Regions from separate parts of the Zea mays genome. Here region 1 is linked to region 2. Evidence: chromatin contacts called from public Hi-C data. All regions are on one chromosome and are shown on one strand. The core of a region is the stretch at or near the end of the contact, and the rest is flanking DNA. Distances in the headings are between cores, read along the strand shown. Region 1 holds the start of LOC100282399 (aspartic proteinase oryzasin-1). Region 2 holds the start of LOC542100 (cold acclimation protein COR413-TM1).

What was found. A called contact is a pair of places that touch in the nucleus more often than the background predicts.
Region 1: a contact with region 2 is called in a Hi-C map of bundle sheath, with 3 times the contacts expected there. The contact joins the promoter of LOC100282399 here to the promoter of LOC542100 in region 2. A contact is called at or near these places in 3 of 25 Hi-C or Micro-C datasets (bundle sheath, ear and leaf).

The regions. Positions count from the first base shown.
Region 1 is chr6:176,475,510-176,479,203 of Zm-B73-REFERENCE-NAM-5.0, reverse strand. LOC100282399 (aspartic proteinase oryzasin-1) reads right to left here and starts at 1,853. Exons shown (of 14, transcript NM_001155310.1): 1 at 1,781-1,853; 2 at 997-1,363; 3 at 831-891. The coding sequence starts at 1,353.
Region 2 is chr6:176,345,533-176,348,928 of Zm-B73-REFERENCE-NAM-5.0, reverse strand. It overlaps LOC542100 (cold acclimation protein COR413-TM1), which reads left to right and starts at 1,741. Exons shown (of 6, transcript NM_001351707.1): 1 at 1,741-2,018; 2 at 2,116-2,250; 3 at 3,304-3,396. The coding sequence starts at 1,870. It overlaps LOC100193833 (light harvesting complex mesophyll 7), which reads right to left and starts at 503. Exons shown (of 1, transcript NM_001111957.2): 1 at 1-503. The coding sequence starts at 425.

The DNA of each region.
Region 1 (3,694 bases), core at 604-3,103, 130 kb before region 2:
TAGTTTGACTTAGGACAAACCCAAAACGACTAAATCATGTGGACAGAGGGAGTAACTATTTCCAGCATAAGGTGTGCTAGAGTCATGCGCTGAAGTTATTACTATACCAACTTCTAGGGTTTCCATTGAATTCAACGAGTCATAATCAAGCTAAAAAAAGACAGCTACTGTAAACTGTCATCATCGTTCCTGAATCCTGGCTCCACCTCACTACACAATTTGCACTACATCTACATCAGCAGCTTTTGACGTCCTTGTCATGGATGTTGCAATTACCAAGGTACCGCAGATTTTGTTTCGATGTTGCCAACCATACATGATGAATTTTCTGTTTCATCCTAAATATTCTAGAACTCGAAGTAGGGGATGCAGCAGACAAAGTAGGATTTGTAAACTACTAGCAAAGTAGCAATACATGAGCAAAAATAAAAAGGGAAATTCGTGACGTTGGAGCTGAAAAGAAAATTTGTGTTTCTGCTCAGAGTAGATTTAGCGTTGAATTAAAGACCATGTGTTATTCTAGGTATGGTGTCTTGGGCCTAATCTCATAGCTCGGAACTTTTATTATGTCCACGAGGCATTTAACTTATGATCACCTGACATATAAGTTTTGGTTTTTTTCCCCCACATTTATATACACCTTTTCAGCATATATGGTCTGTGTGTGCGTTTTCCTGCATAAGAACATGGGCTTCAATATGACACGACCATGTAACATGGGGAACCAGTTGGGAAATACAAACGTATGAAGAAAGTGATGCAGATATCAGTCCACAACGAGCAAATCGGGAAAACAATACAGTAACAAGACAAGAAAGGAAGAGTCAAACCGTTCTTCTTGTAAGTGCTTGACTGCCCTGACTTGTAGCGCGAGTGGAAGTAGCAAGCGATCTGCATCACATCAGCACAAAAGCACACTCCAGTGTTAGCGCAAAACACATCCAAGTCCTGAAAAAGGAAAACCTCGGCCAGGCAAGGGGAGGAACCAGGACGCACCGAGAAGTAGCACTTGGAGGACGGCACCCAGAGGTTGGAACTGCCGGTGTCGAAGATGACGGTGAACTTCTGCTGCGGCGAGCCGACGCCGATCTCCCCAAAGTACTGCGCGTTCATGTAGTTCTTGAGCGCGATGACGTCGGAGTCGTCGTCGCCGCCTGAGCCCAGGGCGTTGGCGCCGCGGAGGAGGAGGCGCTGCCTCTCCTCGGCGGAGAGGCGCGCGGCGACGCGGCCGTTCTGGTCGACGGGCAGCTTCTTCAGCGCGACCCGCACCAGGCCCTCCGACGACGCGAGGAGGAGCGCCTGGAGGAGCAGCACCGCCGCGAGGAGCAGCAGGGCGACGCCGCGGGTTCCCATGTTCGCTGATCTGCGGCAGCCCAAGGCGGAGCGAAGGCCGGTTAGATATCGAACAGATCCGTCAGTGGGGAAAGCACAGTACAACCAAGAAAAGGACAGTTTCCGGCTGACAATAACGCTGCGATTACGGTTGCGAGCGGGTTTTGCAACATCTGATGAAAGCCTGACACAGATCGGATCGACCGAGGATCAAAGCCGCCCACGAAAAACCTCAAAACCCGGTGAGTCGATGCCCAACAGAATTGAAACCCCTTTTTTTCCCAAAAGAGAGAGAGAAGATAACACAAAACTACTTGGAAATCGTAAGAATCAATCGGGGGAAAGCGGATTGCAACAAGCAGATGAGCCCGCGTCAGACACCGAACCAGCAATTCAAGTCGCGGTCAAGGCGGCGGTAAGTCCACGAGAAGAGAAGCGTCGAACTCACCAGAAACCGAGGGCAGGAGCAGGAGGAGAAGGTGGGGGGAGCAGCAACTGACGTGAACTAGTCACTAGAGGGCGGATTCGGCGTGGTGGTGGGGCGGGCATTTTGTACAGAGGTGGCGGCGGAGAGGGGCCACGCGCTCTGTTGGCCGTCGGATCCGGGGGACGTGTGAGGTCGACCGACCGTTTGGGTGAGGATAGGTGTCCCGGGTGGAAATCTGTACAAGTACCCAGGCTCACGAGACACGACGGCCATCGTGAGGGGCTGGGTAAAAGTAGGATAGCGTGTGAGCAGAGCGATGAGCGACGCGTTGCTGCTAGTCGCGGGATTCTGCCGCCCCTCGGTGCCCGCCGCATCTGATGGTCTTATCTTTTTTTCTTTATGTTGTTACTAGTTCAGTATCCGTGTGTTGCAACAGGAACATATAATACCATGATAACTTATATACAAAATGTGTCTTATATTGTTATAAGAAAATATTTCATAATCCATTTGTGATCCTAGCCATACATAAATTTTGTTATTTTAATTTAGTTGTTTCACTACTACATTGCAACCATCAGTATCATGCAGACTTCGATATATGTCATGATTTTCATGGTCTCATTATTGGAGAGCACGTGCCACACCTGCCGATAGAAGTTCCGTCGTACATCGTTAGTCATCAGGCACGCACCACCATACACGCTTGCTTAAACAAAAAATGCAAAGTGTGTGTTTGCGAAGAGAATTAAAGGCAGGCCGGCACAAAAGGTACCCCGACGATGGCGAGTGGTCATTGTTGTCGGTCCACCTCTGCTCACCTCCGGTGTCGAGATGACGCCACAATCCTTGATATAATAGTCATCGAACGCGCGCGATATGGTGAGTACCGATCACTCTTGGCTGGGCTGCCAAATGAAGTGCACCCCGGGCTCATCAGCGAGGTAGTACACCTGGTCGTTGCACCACCGGATGTGCTACTCCTCTACATACATCTTGTTCGAGGACACTCACACAACAACAACAATGGTCATCATTCCAGCGCACAAGAATTCATGGTCGGTCAGTAGCGACTTACGTGGCAGGTTAGGCTTCAGGTGGATGATGAGCTAGACGGCGTGATGACGTCGTCGTAGGTTGCGATGCCCAGAACAACCCGAGAGTCGTCGACATTGGCGACGACCATGAGGTCCCCATGTTTGACGATGGACATCGCGGTGTAGCCGCTCTAGACCACGTCCAAGCGGCGGCTGCGCCAGAGCTTGCCGTACACAGCGGCGCATGGGCCATGTAGGACTGCTTCCAGAGTTCGAACTGGCAGTCGCCAAGTTTCTTCTCGTCGTCGGTGAGCGACGCCAACACGAGCGCCTCGTGCTAGTGGTGTTTGTTCGGGGTTTCCAAGTAAGAAACATGGATTTATCTTTGACATTGGTTTATGAAAATGATTTATAAGTAAGATCCATGGAAAAATATTATGGAGAATAAATGTTACACATGCAAAAAAAGTATTTAAGTTGAAAACATTATTCAAACAAAAGAAATTGCATGCAAGGCTCTTCTTTAAATACTACTCCCTCAATCCAAAAATATAATTTAATAATCTCAGTGATACTTATCTACTACTACACATTGGACAAGGGTAGCAGGTGGGCTTCGGGAGAGATGTATTATATGTTTTTACTATAATAGATGTAGACATAAACACACATGTGGTGTAGTGGTAGCTACAAACACATTTATTTGAGAGGTCGCGGGTTCGAATCCCCTTGGAGCCTGTTTTTTTAATTTAATTTTAGCTAGGCGTGGGATGCACATGGGAATGGGAATAGGCTTTGTGGGAGGGGGAATGAGAAAGACACGTGATAGCCGGGAATGGAAATGTGAATGAGCTTTGCAGAGAATGGGAATGAGCTTTGCAGTGAGGACGCCATGAAT
Region 2 (3,396 bases), core at 492-2,991:
CCCTCGCTGAAGATCTGGGAGCCGGCCTTGAACCACACGGCCTCGCCGAACTTGACGCCGTTGCGGGCGAGAAGCTCCGGGAAGACGCAGCCGAGCGCGCCCAGCATGGCCCAGCGGGAGTGGATCACCTCCAGCTCCCGGTTCTTGGCGAACGTCTCCGGGTCCGCCGACAGCCCCGCGGTGTCCCAGCCGTAGTCGCCCGGGAACTCGCCCGTCAGGTAGCTCGGCGGCTCGCCGGACAGTGGGCCCAGGTACAGCACGCGGTCGGGGCCGTACCACGGGCTCCCGGACGCCGCCGCTGGCTTGGCCTTCGCCGCCGTCTTGCGCATCGTCACGCGGGCCTCGCCGAAGGCGGACGACGACGGCACGTTCACGGCCTTGCCGGCGAAGGCCGTGGAGGAGAGGGCCATGGTGCTGCTCGCCATTGCGGCTGCTTTTTTTATTGCACTGCTACGTAGCGAGACTTGCAGATCGATGGTGGCTTGAGATGCTGTGGACTTGTGGAGGCGACGAAGGTATTTAAAGCGACGGAGGGAAACACCGCCGCGAGCAAGTTCTATCTTGAATGTTGCCAGAAAATAAAAAATAAATCTGATGCTTGGATGCCATTGGTGCGTCCGGGATGCTGGAACACTTGGCGCGACGGGAGCCTCAGGGAGACGATGAGGCAGATGTGGGCTGTGGCTGAGGCTAGGAATCTCCGTGGAGAAGGGTGATTGGGCGCCCGGGATCTTGCGGTGGCTGTGGTGTGGATTTCTCTTCCTTTTTTCTTTCTTTCTTTTGTGATGGCACAGTTCAGATTTTGAAGAAGTGGCACCTCGTCTCCTGTCCTAGGTTTGATATTTCTGCGACTCAGTGCTCACTCGGACTCATGTTTATTTCACTTTTTTAAAAGGAATGGTGAGAAAACAAATTGCTTTGGTTATGGATGAAAGAAGCTGATAGTGACTCAGTGAGACAAGTGAAACAAGCTGTCTGGCGGTTACTGCCGGCTATAACGACAGTCGACAGTTCACGTGTCGCTGTTTATTACAACCACTAGAAATCGTAGTCTTTAAGATGTCAGTGTCTACTAGGAGGGACGGTAAAAAAAAGGCAGCGGAAAGCATTGCCGCCCTCACATGCTTTCAGTCGATGATCTCACAGCAATCGTGGGCCGAACGGATCGTAGCCCAACCAAGCGTTCCAGGCTTGGCTCTTAGACCAAAACCAATATTGGGCGGGGCCTAATCAACCTTTCGTGTTTGGCATAAAGGGCCACAAGCCCGCTGCACGTTCCGTGGCCCATGGGCCCCAGGCCTCCTGGAAATGTGGCCACTGGGGTGCGGATGCAAGGCACCCGTGCGACCTAGGCGGAGCGTAACTTTTACGCGTTGGTCGCGTCCGTGGCACGGCGGCAGGAGACCTCTCTGATCGTCTGTGCGTCGTCGGTCGCACACAACCTGCAGCGTTCAAAGCTCGGTACACCACACCGCACGCAAGATCCGGGCACGAAATCACATACCCCCGCGCTTTACCCATGGAAACCACCGCGAAAACCAGCAGCAAGCCTCACGACGTCACGCGCTCGAGCCGGCCCCACCCTGTCCCTCCCGGACCCGGCACCGAGCTCCGAGCGCGCGCGACGGGAGCGTGCGGCCCCTCGTGGACGGGATGGCGCGAGGCCCACGGGCTCCACGTGTCCGTCCGGCCACTCCCACGCCCGCGCCTTTCACTCGCGGCCGCTTCCCTGCCCTGCCAATCCGCATCACAGCTTGCCACTTCAGACTCCTCTGCGCTCCATCCCTCTGCACTCCGGTCCGCGCGAGACGAGCAGCTTCTCCCAGACGCTAGACACGCCACCGCATCGTCTGCGCCGCGAGATCGAGAATGTCCATCTCTATGCGGCTCGCGATCCCTGCTCCTGCCGTCACCGCCGCCGCGCCGACGCGGCTGAGGGTGCGAGCGGCAGCGGCGGGGAACCGCGGCTCTCTCTCCGTCGCGCGCGCCGCCGTACGGGCGGAGACGGGCGCGCTCAGGTGAGGCTGAGGCTGAGGCCGCGGGGGCTGTGCGTCCTCGGCGAAACTAAAACCTGCAACTTTCGTGGGACCATTGATCCGACGCGCATTTGTGCAGGGGATGCGCCTCGCTGCCAAAGAAGCCGCTGGGAGCGGCCCAGCCGTGCCGGAGCAGAGGGGCCGCCGCCGTGTGTCACTCGTCGGCGCACCTCAGCGCGCGCACCATCCAGTGGATCTCCGCCGGAGCCAGCGCGTGAGTGCCTCACCTGCCTCCTATCCTGACACCCAAAACGTCCAAACCAAAAGTCCCTTTCTGTCCACTCCGCTCCCTTTCTTTTTTTAAGGCATCGTGTGAATGTGATGGGCGCGAGCTATCTTACACGTTCAGAAAACATGATGATTGTGTCCTTTTGCTATGCATCTGTTCATTTATTGTTATTTTGCCTTCTTATTAAGGATCCTGAGCTATTTGCCTTGTTATTAGTCGGGTTTAGCATGTTGATAGCTGTATACGCCTGTCAGATGTGTAATGTTGTGACATGTGGTCTCATTATTCATGTTGCAAGGGCAGGACATCAGGCGCTACATTTTTTTGCTGAGGAATCTCAGGTGCTACATTGGCATATGCCGTCACCACTCTGGCAGTAGCTAGCACTTCCAACTCGTAGTGCTCAAACCAGTGAAAAACAAATGTCAACCTAATTAGGCATTGTTCGATTATTCCTACGCTATACCACATGGATGGATTGGATGGGATTGGAAAAAAAAATAGTAGAGATTTTGACTTCTATAGATTTAAATCCACCAAATCCTCTTCAATCCACATGGATTGAGATGAAACCGAACGCCGTTATGGTATTCATTTCCCACATGGAAAGATATGAGTCCAATGTCTTCAAACATAATTTCATGTGATCTTCCAAGTATTGTTTGTCCTCTTGGGGTGACCACTTAGCATGTGCGTATCTACCTCATGCTTGTGATCTTCCAAATATTAGACCTGCTCATACTGTGAAGAGGATGAACTAACATGTAAAAAGTGGAATTAATCATGATTCAGATCTTTGATGAGCTGTCATATAGATATAGCTGTTCATGCGATTCATGCTGCCTTTCCCTAGCATGACACTGGACAGTCTTTTCAAAAGAAGGGAATCGCCACATACACTTCGAAATGTAACTTCTTCCTAACCATTTTAGGACTTCCAGGGAACACCTGGGATTATGGAACATATTCACTGCAAATAACAGCATAACTCTGCAGATTCTTATTTGAACAATGTTAACTCTTCTTTATCTTTTGCAGAGTGCTATTAGTTGCTAAAGGCACTGCCATACACAAATCTTTCCTTGTGCCATTTTTTGCTCTTCAGGCACCTTGCAGCATAATCTCATGGAT